4 separate regions of the Zea mays genome follow, and regions 2, 3 and 4 are each linked to region 1. The links are chromatin contacts, called in public Hi-C maps. All regions are on one chromosome and are shown on one strand. Each heading gives the region's core, a stretch centred on a gene start, on an enhancer-like site or on the middle of the called end of the contact. The rest is flanking DNA. Distances are from core to core; before and after follow the strand shown.

The links. A called contact is a pair of places that touch in the nucleus more often than the background predicts.
Region 2: a Hi-C map of bundle sheath shows a contact between it and region 1, with 2.6 times the contacts expected there. The contact joins the promoter of LOC100192803 here to the promoter of LOC100275065 in region 1. A contact is called at or near these places in 2 of 25 Hi-C or Micro-C datasets (bundle sheath and leaf).
Region 3: a contact with region 1 is called in a Hi-C map of leaf, with 6 times the contacts expected there. The contact joins the promoter of LOC732790 here to the promoter of LOC100275065 in region 1. A contact is called at or near these places in 5 of 25 Hi-C or Micro-C datasets (ear, endosperm, leaf and 1 more).
Region 4: a Hi-C map of bundle sheath shows a contact between it and region 1, with 5 times the contacts expected there. The contact joins the promoter of LOC100382483 here to the promoter of LOC100275065 in region 1. A contact is called at or near these places in 4 of 25 Hi-C or Micro-C datasets (bundle sheath, ear, endosperm and 1 more).

What each region holds. Positions count from the first base shown.
Region 1 is chr2:67,187,712-67,190,456 of Zm-B73-REFERENCE-NAM-5.0, forward strand. LOC100275065 reads left to right here and starts at 1,484. Exons shown (of 2, transcript NM_001149256.1): 1 at 1,484-2,100. The coding sequence starts at 1,539. The coding sequence ends at 2,075.
Region 2 is chr2:67,487,817-67,490,791 of Zm-B73-REFERENCE-NAM-5.0, forward strand. LOC100192803 reads left to right here and starts at 1,538. Exons shown (of 1, transcript NM_001137996.1): 1 at 1,538-2,806. The coding sequence starts at 1,763. The coding sequence ends at 2,719.
Region 3 is chr2:67,449,763-67,452,462 of Zm-B73-REFERENCE-NAM-5.0, forward strand. It overlaps LOC732790 (high chlorophyll fluorescence106), which reads right to left and starts at 1,303. Exons shown (of 7, transcript NM_001112408.1): 1 at 1,247-1,303; 2 at 1,083-1,245; 3 at 818-942. The coding sequence starts at 1,245.
Region 4 is chr2:66,874,924-66,877,839 of Zm-B73-REFERENCE-NAM-5.0, forward strand. LOC100382483 (Polynucleotide adenylyltransferase family protein) reads left to right here and starts at 1,353. Exons shown (of 13, transcript NM_001175222.1): 1 at 1,353-1,579; 2 at 1,691-1,816; 3 at 2,557-2,654. The coding sequence starts at 1,408.

The sequences.
Region 1 (2,745 bases), core at 234-2,733:
GAGATACATAACTACTGTAATCTCCCTGATACGTAGATTACATCCTGACATGAGATCTAGGCCTTCCTAATAGTCAATCCAAGTCTGAGTCCTGGATAGAGTTTGAATGATAGGCATGGACCGAGTTAGGCCCACAAACCGGCATCTCAAAGATCAACATACCTTTGGGTACCCCCGATACATATTATTTACAGATTTGTCAAGTGAACTCTAGCCACTTGAGAGAGACAAGAAGTTGAAATAGATTTTGATATTTATGATTGCCACGACAACGATGACATATGCATTCTTTTGAGATTTGTCTAAACCATTAAATCACATGCCATTTTTTTGTTCCACTTGTTTTTATTGTTTTGTGCTATATGTGAGTTCTCTGTGTGTTGTCATTGAATTAAAAAAGCTATTACTGAAAGAAGCAAAAACACTATCGTGTCAATGAGAGTTTATTACCTTGGTTCTTGATACCTCGATAAAAACACCAACACGCTAATGAAAGTTTATATCTCTATCGTATTAAATATTCTACATTTATATTATTGTCTTTGGTTGTGTGCTTTATCATATTTCTTAGTTATAGGTTAGTGGATAAGTCTAGAACCTAGGCAGCAAAACTCCTTTTACGATAAATATTGCATCACTTGGACAAAACTTTAGCGTCTACTAGGCACAATTGTTGCTTGTTCGAAAAGCAGCTTATCCGAGAAGCGGGTGAAAAGTAGCTTCAACTTATTATCTGCTTTTAGACCATTCTAAGAAATAGTTGAACTAATAAGATGCTACGAAAGTGCCATGTTTGGTATAGCTTCTCCTTAAACCCGTGAAGAAGCTATGCTAAACAGGGTCTTAGTTGCATATATCAACGTTTGTTATTTACTCCTGTTTACGAGAAAAATAAAGGTCTACATTAGTGCGAAAAATACTTGCCCTAATTTATCCTATCTTAGACGCGGCAATTCCTTTCACAAATAACAATTTCATCCATTGATGAGGAGAAAGACCAAAGTTTGAGCAAAAATGGGTATATTTGACACAACTCTTGCTTGTTGGAAAACAACTTATTTGAGAAAAAACAATAAAAACAGCTTCTGCTTATTACCTACTTATAATTTATTCTAAAAATGGATGAACTGATAGGCTGTTATAGAAACACTCTATTTAATATAGTTTCTACATGAATCTACGAAGAAACTGTCAAATAACTTGTGCTAAACAGAACCGTAAGACTATCTCTAACAGTTTACCCTCTCTATACTCATATTTAAACTGCATTCTACGAACAGTGCAATCAAAGTAAATTGCGACGGTCTAATGAAGACTTCCAAAACCAACTTAGACAATTATCGTAGGGCCCCCAGCATGCCCTGCCCGAAAATATGGGCCACAACCCATATACGCAGGTCACCAAACCGCGACCCACCGTCCTGCGAAGCCCACATCCACATCCTCCTCTCCTCTGGCCATCTTCCCCGCTCTTCATTCGCTAGACGACACAACACCGCGTTCAGCCGCTCTAGAACCCTAGCTCCCCGCCCCGCGAGATGGCCACTGCCGACGGCGAGCCCCAGCCCGTGGCCACCGACCCCGCCCAGGTCCAGGCTCCGGCACCGGCACCGGCACCCTACCCTTCCCCGGCCAAGCGCAAGCCCGAGGCGGATGTGGAAGCCGACGCCAACCTTGCGCCCCCTAAAGCCGCGCGTCCCGACGTCGACGAGGAGGCCGCCGCTGTGGCCGAGGCTGCCAGGGCCAGTGCTCGCGCGGCTGACAAGGGTAAGGGCAAGATGGTAGTCGAGGAGGAGGAGGAGGAGGAGGAGGAGGAGGAAGACGACAGCGAGGAGAGCAGCGACGACGACGAGGGCGGCGGCGGCGGCAGCAGCGATGACGACGAGCTCGTTGAAGACCCGATGGCCGAGGTAGACCTCAGCAACATCCTCCCCTCGCGGACCCGCCGCCGCGCCCCCCCGCAGCCCGGGGCGTACCTCGTCACTCCGGAGGAGGCTGCCGCGGAGGACGACGACGACGACGCTGACGTGGTTCCTGAGGAGGATGAGGGAGCGGAGGGAGAGGAGAGCGATTAAGGCTGCCTCGGCACGGACTCACTAGGTAATTTCTTTATCCTGCCTCTTGTGCTACTCAAACGCATCTGTGAACCCTGTTAGCTCGTGCGTTTTGATTTTGGCGTTTTTTTAATTGCAATAATTTATCTGCAAGGTTCCAGGGCAATGTGACCGTGTGTTACCTAAAACCGGTTCTGTGCAGATTGATACGCATTACATATGTTGTGTTTTTGCACCTATGCCTTGTATTTCTGGTATGTAAATACGGCATACACCCTATTTGTGATGTTTCACTTGTAGTTGGATGACATCGTTGAAATCACATTGTTTGGTGGTGTTCTCAAAATGGGTTCAGTTAGAGCTTTGATGCTAATTAGATATAAATGTTACTTTGCGAGCAAGAGTTTATGATGAAACCAGTTTATGCTGGATCCTGTTTGGCACAGCTCCACCACCTATTCCTGGAGCTGTTTAGATCCGTTTTGTGCTGGGTAAAATAAAACAGCTCCACTCATAGATTCTCTTAAAACATGCTCTCATGAGCGATGGAGGGGAGATAGAGTTGAAAATAGTAGCTTCACCCAGCTCCAACTCGCTCTGGCGGGCCTTGCATGAGAGCATGTTTTAAGGACCTTCACGTGTGGAGCTGTTTTGCCAAATGATTCACTAAAACAGCTCCAACTTCACTGGT
Region 2 (2,975 bases), core at 288-2,787, 300 kb after region 1:
TCAGCCTATCCTGAAGAAAACCTTGAAGATCAAGTGAAGATTATGAGCATATGCATCTTAACTTTACCTTGTTGGATGAGGTACTTTGCCATCCTCAGCTAACTGTTAACAGCTTAACCACAGCTCTAGTCATGCCTCGATCGCCTCACGTATGTTTTCCAACGTGTGTGTGATCAAGTCGAGCCATGATTAATGATGGATAAAATGGACTGGTTGTAAAGTTCGCATTTACAGATCCTTTCGCTGGTGAAATTTCGAGTCTCTATCATTTTCTTGAACTTGGGTTTTTTGGCTAACACGAGTTGACTGTGATGTTGTTCGACATCCACACTCGTCTTATGTACTATGAAATTCCAATGAACACTTGTTGGTAAACCTCTTTCTGTGTATTTTACCCAAGACGGTGCATCTGATTCTGCTTGGGTAAGATCGTGTATTTATCGCTCGCTCAACAGCATCAGATAGTACAGTGTCATCAGAAAAAGCAAACTACACACATGGAACCTTATGTGTTCTTTTGGCAGACATCGTCTCTAATGATGGACATCTCTAAATTAGCTTAAGGCGATATATGTTATGTCCACTAGAGAAACCTCATCCTGAGACACTCACCTTTGCTTGGAATTGTCTTATGGTTATCGCTAGTATGGACATGGGTTACATGCTTCTCTACTCTTAGAAGTCTTTTGTTCCGAATCTCGGGACGAGATCCTTTTAATGGGGGAGGGCTGTAACACCCCTGGTGTTTATATTCCGCTCGACAACGAGTATGGATTTAAGCACGTGATATCAGTAAATAAATTCGACATTAAGGTCTAATCATCTTCATTTATCGCGATTTTAATATCGCATCTGTTTCTGTCTATTTAGCCACCTCCTAAAGTTTTCGCGAATTTTGGAACATAATTGTTCTGAAAGTTTGCGAGTTATGCACCTATTTAAAATTCATCGCTCGCGCGAATACGAATTCAGAAGCTCGACCTACTCTTATGATTTTTATTCCGGGCAAATTAATTTGAACTCGACGACTAAAATGTTCAGGGCAAAATAATCTGAATCGCGCATCATCTGAGAGAAATCGTGCGCGAGGTTAAGATTCAATTTATACTTCAGCACACTCTGTAAGATACTAAAATCAACTGTGTTTAGATGGCGGATGAATTTGTATCCGAGTTCAACTAAAACAGTGTTGTCTCAAATAATGTATCCGATATCCGGTCCGTTTACGTGTTGCCCAGAATAGTCTCAAAAGCTATCTAAACAAAATTTAACCAAAATCGTTAATCCTCGGATTTTTCGTTTCGTGATTCGGAGAATAAGGTGTGTAGCCCGTATAGTTGACCCATTATGTGTCGCTAAAAATCTTGATTAAAAAATATCAGCGATTTTCGGTAAAAAAAGAGAGAAGAAATAAAAAAGGGAAAATATCCTCACGCCGCCCTCAGCCCTGATTTTTTTCAGACACCGCGCACGCGTTCTTATCCTCCTGGCCGCGCCGTTTTGGCTCTAGGAGAAAAATCCCGCCGCCCAACCTTATCCCGTGCACGCACTTCATCTTCTCCATCTCCTCCCCATCTTCCTCTAGCGCCGGCCATTAGGGAGGTTCGAGCTCGCCCCTCCGCGCCCTCCCTGCTCGCTGCTCTATAGCTCGCCATCACCCCTCCCTATGCCTCGTCGAGCCGTGTGTCCTCGACTTTGACCTCGCCTTTAGCCGCACACACACCTGAACCGTGCCCCTGCTTTTCTCTCTGCTCCTCAAGCCATGGTGCCCGGTCCTCCCTCCAGCTCGGCCAGGCGGGGCATCGCTCCCTGCCGCTTCTCCCTCCCTGGCGCTCCTCCCTGTCACGCCCGGATCTTCTTTCTCCCTGCCGCGCTCTCTCTCCAGCGCACAGATCCTTCTCTCTCTCCCTCAGCTGGCTCCCGACGCTTCTCTCCATCGCCATGGCTCCCTCCGAGCTCGCCCCGACCTCTGCTCCTCCCTCCGTCGCGCCCAGTCTCCAGCTCGGCCGCCCAGCTTCCTGTGCGCGCCTTGCTTCCTGTGCGCACCTTGCTTCCCCTGTTCAGCTCTCTGCTGTCGAGCTCCTCCGGCTATGCTTCCCTGCTCAGCGCATTTCTCCCTGCTCTCTCCCTCCTCTGGCCATGGATTCTTGGGAGCAGAAGTAGCCCCAGCTCGGCAACACCTATAAGCTCCCTAGAACCAGCGTCTCGTCGAGCCCCGCCGCATGTCCTATTTCCTGCTCGCCCATGGAAGCTGCGCCCAGCCTTTGTCCCCATCGCGCCGATCCGCGCTCGCCAAGGTCACCTGCCGTTGCCCAGCTCGACGCCTTTCCCTGCTACAAAGTTCGCCGTCTGTCCGTACGTCGCCTGCTGCTTAGATCCCAGCCAGGTTGACCTTGTCATGGTGCTGGAACTCTCGTGGATCCGGCATGTCGTCTACTTGGCAGCTCCGGCTAGTCGCATCGTCACGCTGTTTACTCCTTCGACGCCATCTGATGCACACCTCCGGAGCTCGCCCGTGTCGTATTTTAGTCAACATCATATCCTGCGCGACGCGCTCCGGTGTCGTTTGTCGCGTTTTGCGCGTCCTTACCACCTCCAACTTTCAATGTTCACTGTCGTCCACTACGCTCAACCATGCGACAACCACGCCATCCATGGCATGTGTTCACGCCAAAAATTCGAGAAGATTAGGTGTAGAAGGAAACAAATCAGTATGTAGTCGGAAAATTCTTGATGTGAATGGAGAAGGCAGTGAAGTCCGCGTGGTGCTCACCACGTGCTCGACGTAATGGCGGAATTGGAACTCATAGCTTTGCTCGTGGCCTTCAAGACGGATTAAATTATTGGTGAGCTGTCATTGCTCTCGCTTTTCATTTTAATATTTCTCGTCAGTTTAGTATACTTGCGCTGTTAATGTGGGGCATTGACATGCGTGTAAATCGTAGTAGTGAATTAGTGCCAGAATAAAATTTGAT
Region 3 (2,700 bases), core at 53-2,552, 260 kb after region 1:
CGACAATGATGCTGAGAGTTCAAAGAATGTTTACAAAGCAAAACTCTAAAATATAGAAACAGGATGGTGTTTGGAGTCATGATAAAAATTCCATAGTTCCAACAGAGTTCACGATTAAAGCCTATTAGGGAGGAACTTAATAGCTTACTGCCCTAGACTATCAGCAGATCAGCTAAGTATCACATCAGAATCAAACATAAGAAGACATGTAATTTCCTGTAGCCAACAAAAGAACAGAGTGATAGGGGGAAATTCTTTTGGTTACCATGAAGCTTATTGTTTAAAACTAAAAGTTGATTAACAATGACACAGTTCCAGAGGCAGATGAAAGTGTAAACAGCTTCCAATTATGAATGGCAGGTTCATAATAGTAATAACTCAACAATTGATACCATGGGATGGTCATTAGTCCCAAGACATATAATGTCATTTCTGGTGCAACTGGTCCATAGAGTTAAGGGGGAATATGTACGCATAATTACAGCAGGTCGGCAGCTGATGGATAATGCCAAAAAAAATAGAGCAACTAAGCATAAGGGACCTGAGCGCCTGAACTGAGAATTATGCGCTGGGATGAATCTGAATGGCCAAAGGGCTCAACAGTGAGGTAAAGAAGTTAGAGAGGGTTCTTACATAATACTACTGAAGTTGGGTTTTTTTTTGGATTGAAATTCCATACCATACCTATAGGTCAATCTTGTCGATCAGTGTTCTCAATTACTAGCACCACCCAAGCACATTAACGACTTAACGAGTGAATAGCCCCAAGAAGGCAAGAACAGAAAGCTGACAAGGCTTGTAGACGCAGGTAATTTACCTCTGCTAGACCCTTGGGGCCGAATACCAACAAGGCGACTACTCCAATGACCAGTGCTTCGGGAGCTCCAACTCCAAACAGGGAAGCACATATAACGTTTCTGCGGCGTGTTCTGCTCCCTACAGCTAGACTCCAAAGAAAGACAAAATCAGCGTGCCAGCACGAGAGTGCGAAAAGATTTGGATTTGATTCCGCACATCAAAGAACCCCCAAGAACAGGACGCTCAGAGCAATCTATTCCACGGGTAGCAGGGTTCGCTCATACCAACGAAAGAAGAGACCATCCGGGTCTGTATGGAGCCCCACTCCACGCCCTTCCAGCAGGGACGAGGCTGGTGGCGGACGCGCGGGGGGAGCTGGAGGCGGCGCACATCAGAGATGGGGACGAATGGGGGAGCCGGGAGGAGGAGGTTCGCCGTCGGCGTCATTCGATCGGGGTTCACCGTTCACAGGTTGGAGATAGGGGATTTGCCTGTGGACCGCCTACTCAAAGATAGCTGCAGGATGCTTTTAGCACAGCTGATTGGTACAACCTGAGCCGTCTGATTCGGATCCGACCACGTAGATGGCGTACAGTACAGTACAACAGAGGTTGTTAAGGCCCTAGAGATGGCAATGACACCATGATCCGATACCCGATGAGTATTTACTCCATTAGGGTACGTATCTGGACTAAATATTATACTCATCAGTTTTTATTGGACAAAAACTTTTACATATGGATAAACGGGTACTAGAACATTCTACCCTCACCCATACCCGTTAACACATGGATATAAAATATCCGGTATAAACTTGGCCCAAAAGCATGAACTTGGGCTTCAATCATCCATTTTTTACTATTTAACAACCTTTTGAGTGATAGTGTCATAGAAGTCTTAACAACTATTTGATGACCATGTAATGTGTTATGTGGTACTACTTAGTGTTGTTACTTTATCCAATTATCTACGGTGTTGTTGAATGGATGATTGAATGATGCTAGAAATTTAATAGTGGTATTTAGATGAATATACTTAATGTTTGCATAATGTATTATTTTGATAGATGTTTAATCTTCGTGGGTACGAGTGACCCAATGGTGACCCATATCCATATAGGTATGGGTATGGGGGTAAATCTATATCCATCCTAGATAAAGGTAGACCTGACGAGATTATTTTTTTATCGTGGGTACGAGTATGGGTTAGTAATACCCGATGTATATTAGATCACCTTGAACATTTAGATCCTCTATTTGCAACTAATCCTCTGGCACTCAAACACTTCTTGAGTTGTGACACATGAATGCATTATGCACATCTACTAGCCTCTCAAATAACTCTAACTGGTATGCTACTTCGCCTTTTCATTCCAATATTTTGATCGGACTGGTGTACCTAGGCGATAATTCCCCTTTACTTTGAATCTATGTAGGCCTCGGATATGTGATACCTTGTGTTGGGGGCCTTCCTCTTATGAAGGTCCTCAAAAACACGACTAACCATTTGCTTTCAGCATATTATTGAATATTACAGGAGCTTCGTTGTAACACCCCTGATGTTTATATTCCGCTCGACAACGAGTATGGATTTAAGCACGTGATATTAGTAAATAAAATGAACACTAAGGTCTAATCATCTTCATCTATCGCGATTTTAATATCATATTTGTTTCTGTCTATTTAGACTCCTCCTAAAGTTTTCGCGAATTTTGGAACGTAATTGTTCTGAAAGTTTGCGAGTTATGCTCCTATTTAAAATTCATCGCTCGCGCAAATACGAATATGTAAGCTCGACCTACTCTTACGATTTTATCCCGGGCAAATTAATTTGAACTCGACGACTAAAATGTTCGGGACAAAATAATCCAAATCGCGCATCGTCCGAGAGAAATTGTGCGCG
Region 4 (2,916 bases), core at 103-2,602, 310 kb before region 1:
GGTGCCAAAACCTCTCCGGCTGCCACGACGGCATGTACTTAGGGCTCTAGCTCCTCTCTGCTAGACACGTTAGCACACTGCTACATCCCCCATTGTACACCTAGGCCCTCTCCTTATGCCTATAAAAGTAAGGTCCAGGGCTCTCGTACGGAAAGGTTGGCCGCGCGGGAGATCGGGCCGACGCGTAAGTCCCTCGCTCTCTCTCACGCGGACGCTTGTAACCCCCTACTGCAAGCGCACCCGACCTGGGCGCAGGACAATACGAAGGCCGCAGGGTTCCCCTTTTGCCTGTCTCCTTTCCCCCCTTCGTGCTCCGTCTCGCGCCGACCCATCTGGGCTGGGACACGCGGCGACAATTTACTCGTCGGTCCAGGGACCCCCCGGGGTCGAAACGCCGACAGGTTGAGTCGTTGCAATAGTAGTAATCCGTCACTTTATAGATCCTGAGCCCCATGGACAACTTTATCTTCTCCGCACGTAATCCTAATGATACTTAGATTCTCTACACAGCCAGATTCTTCTCACAGCTAGATTCTCGGAAAAGCTGGTCAGAAAAAAGCTGAACCAAACAGACCCTTTGAGCTTCTTTCGCAGAAGTTTTCCACCTCCATTTGTAGCCATTGGATGAGGATATAAAGATCCATGCTGCCAGTTTGCAGGATTGCACACTGATATACTACTAGAGATCACACTTCTATGTTGGACTTAGGATCTTCTCGACATTGATCTGACAAATAAATTTGACAAGTGAAAAATGTTTTCTGCTGATGGAGCAAAAGAAGGCTTTATTCGGATTCATTGTTCCTTTATCTGGAAGTCCATCAAGTATGGATGTGTTACACATTGAGTATATGATTGGATTAATTTGATAAGCATTAATGCAATGCATAATCTAGGTGTAATAAGTCTCTAGTTCTATCATACACTGTCAGCCAAAATGCTGCAGGTGTGTTGCATGTAAATTCAGTGGCACCTCAATGTTAAGAACGAGAGAAGCATTCGGCTGAACTAGGACTCTGTTCGGCATTAATTATGATGTTTTATTAAAAAATAATCATATATTATTATTTATGCAGCAATGCAAAGTAAACATTTTTCTGATTAATTAACTAGATTCCATAGCTCAGTATATCAAAAATTCAAAATAGAACCACTTTTATCAACAATGGCCCATCAATCAAAAGCCCACTACCATATATGGGTAGATTCATGGTACGAACTCTAAAACCCTACGGCCCATGGGCCACAAAGAAGCCCACCGATAGAGGCAACGAATGGAACGAAGAGGATCTGGCATAATGGGCATATTCGCCGCCGTCAGCCTATCCACCCTCCTCCGCCGCTCGCCTGCCCGCTGCTGCGCTTCACCCCGCTCTCGCCTCCCGCCGCCGCGCCGTCCCGGTCGCGATGGCCCTGCGCTCCCCGGATCTGCGGTGGCTCGGATCGCTCACGAGGCCCGGCCGCCTTGCACCATCCCCACTCGCCGCGCTCGCCTCCCCACGGCGCCGCCGCCGCGCACCGTCCCCTTCGCCCTCGCCCTCCGACTCCTCCACCCCATCTACCGCCCCTACATCCGACAGTAAGTCTCCCCTCCGTTCTTGCTGTTGGTCCAGTGGTGACGTGACGGCGAAATGCTAGCCCCAAGGGTTTTGCTTTTCTTTACCTGGTGGGCGCTGAGCATTCTCTGCAGGTGGGCCGGGAGCGGAGGGGATGGAGGGGCTGGAGTGGAAGAAGATCAGTGCCAAGAGGTTCGGGATCAAGGAGTCCATGATCCCCCCCGAGGCCTGGAACGTACTACACCGCCTCCGCAGCAGAGGTGCGTCCTCCACCCCAATGTCCCTGCTAGTGTTTGCTTTGTTGTCCTGCCAAATCCTGAAATGCCACTGCTGAGGTTGGATTTCAGTCCGGTGTCCTGCGACTGAACTAGTGGATCGAGTACTTAGTTACAGGTCAAATGTCAGAACAAATGCAGACAGGATTTAATACTCAACTCAGCCTCATATAAAGCAAATATAATAGTTGCATTTTACTTAATTAGAATTGAAACTATCTTTTATCTATACTGCAACAGAATCCATCTATTTTTTATTTGAATAAATTTGAGTAGTTTGGATAAAATCATATTTCAGAATGAAAGATGTAAGGCATACTTTGTTTTGTGAAGATATAAATGTGACTAGAGGAGAAACGGTTAATTGGATATGAAAAATGCAAAACCATATTTGTATCCTGTTCGGTACTAGTAGTCGATTAATATAGCTAATCAGATATGAATGTGATTTCAATTCCATTGTACTTTTCTCCATCTGTTAATTAGGTGCTTGAGTATCCTTTGTTGTTGCTAGGGGTGGTAATGGATCACGATCCAAATGTTTCTTCACGATTCGTTCGAGCCCTTAATTAATTTTAGCTCAAAAATAAATAGAAATACAGCCTGATCCAAATACGATCTGATCCTTAAATTTTATAGCGTAAAATTTAGATCCCATTACCACCCAGTTGTTGCTGGTTCATTGCATTACTTGCTTGGTTGATATGTTTCACTTTTTTTGGCAGGATATGATGTGTACCTTGTTGGTGGTTGTGTTCGAGATCTCATAATGAAAAAGACGCCAAAGGATTTCGACATAATAACAACAGCTGATCTTAGGCAGGTTATAACTCAAATTAACAATGATGTGATCATGATGTAGCGGTATTACTGGAATGAAGGTCTACTCAAGTTTTGAGGCATCATGTGATGGAGCTATTCTTTCACTGAAACGCGTAGATATTTTAAGTTTGCTGTCATAGTTTTGCAAATAGCAGGTACTACTTTGTTGCTAAAGAACTATGACGTGACTAATTTGCTGGTTATAACTGACAGAGTTACTTTCAATGTATTGGGTGTAAAATTTCAGTTTTTAAATCTACTAT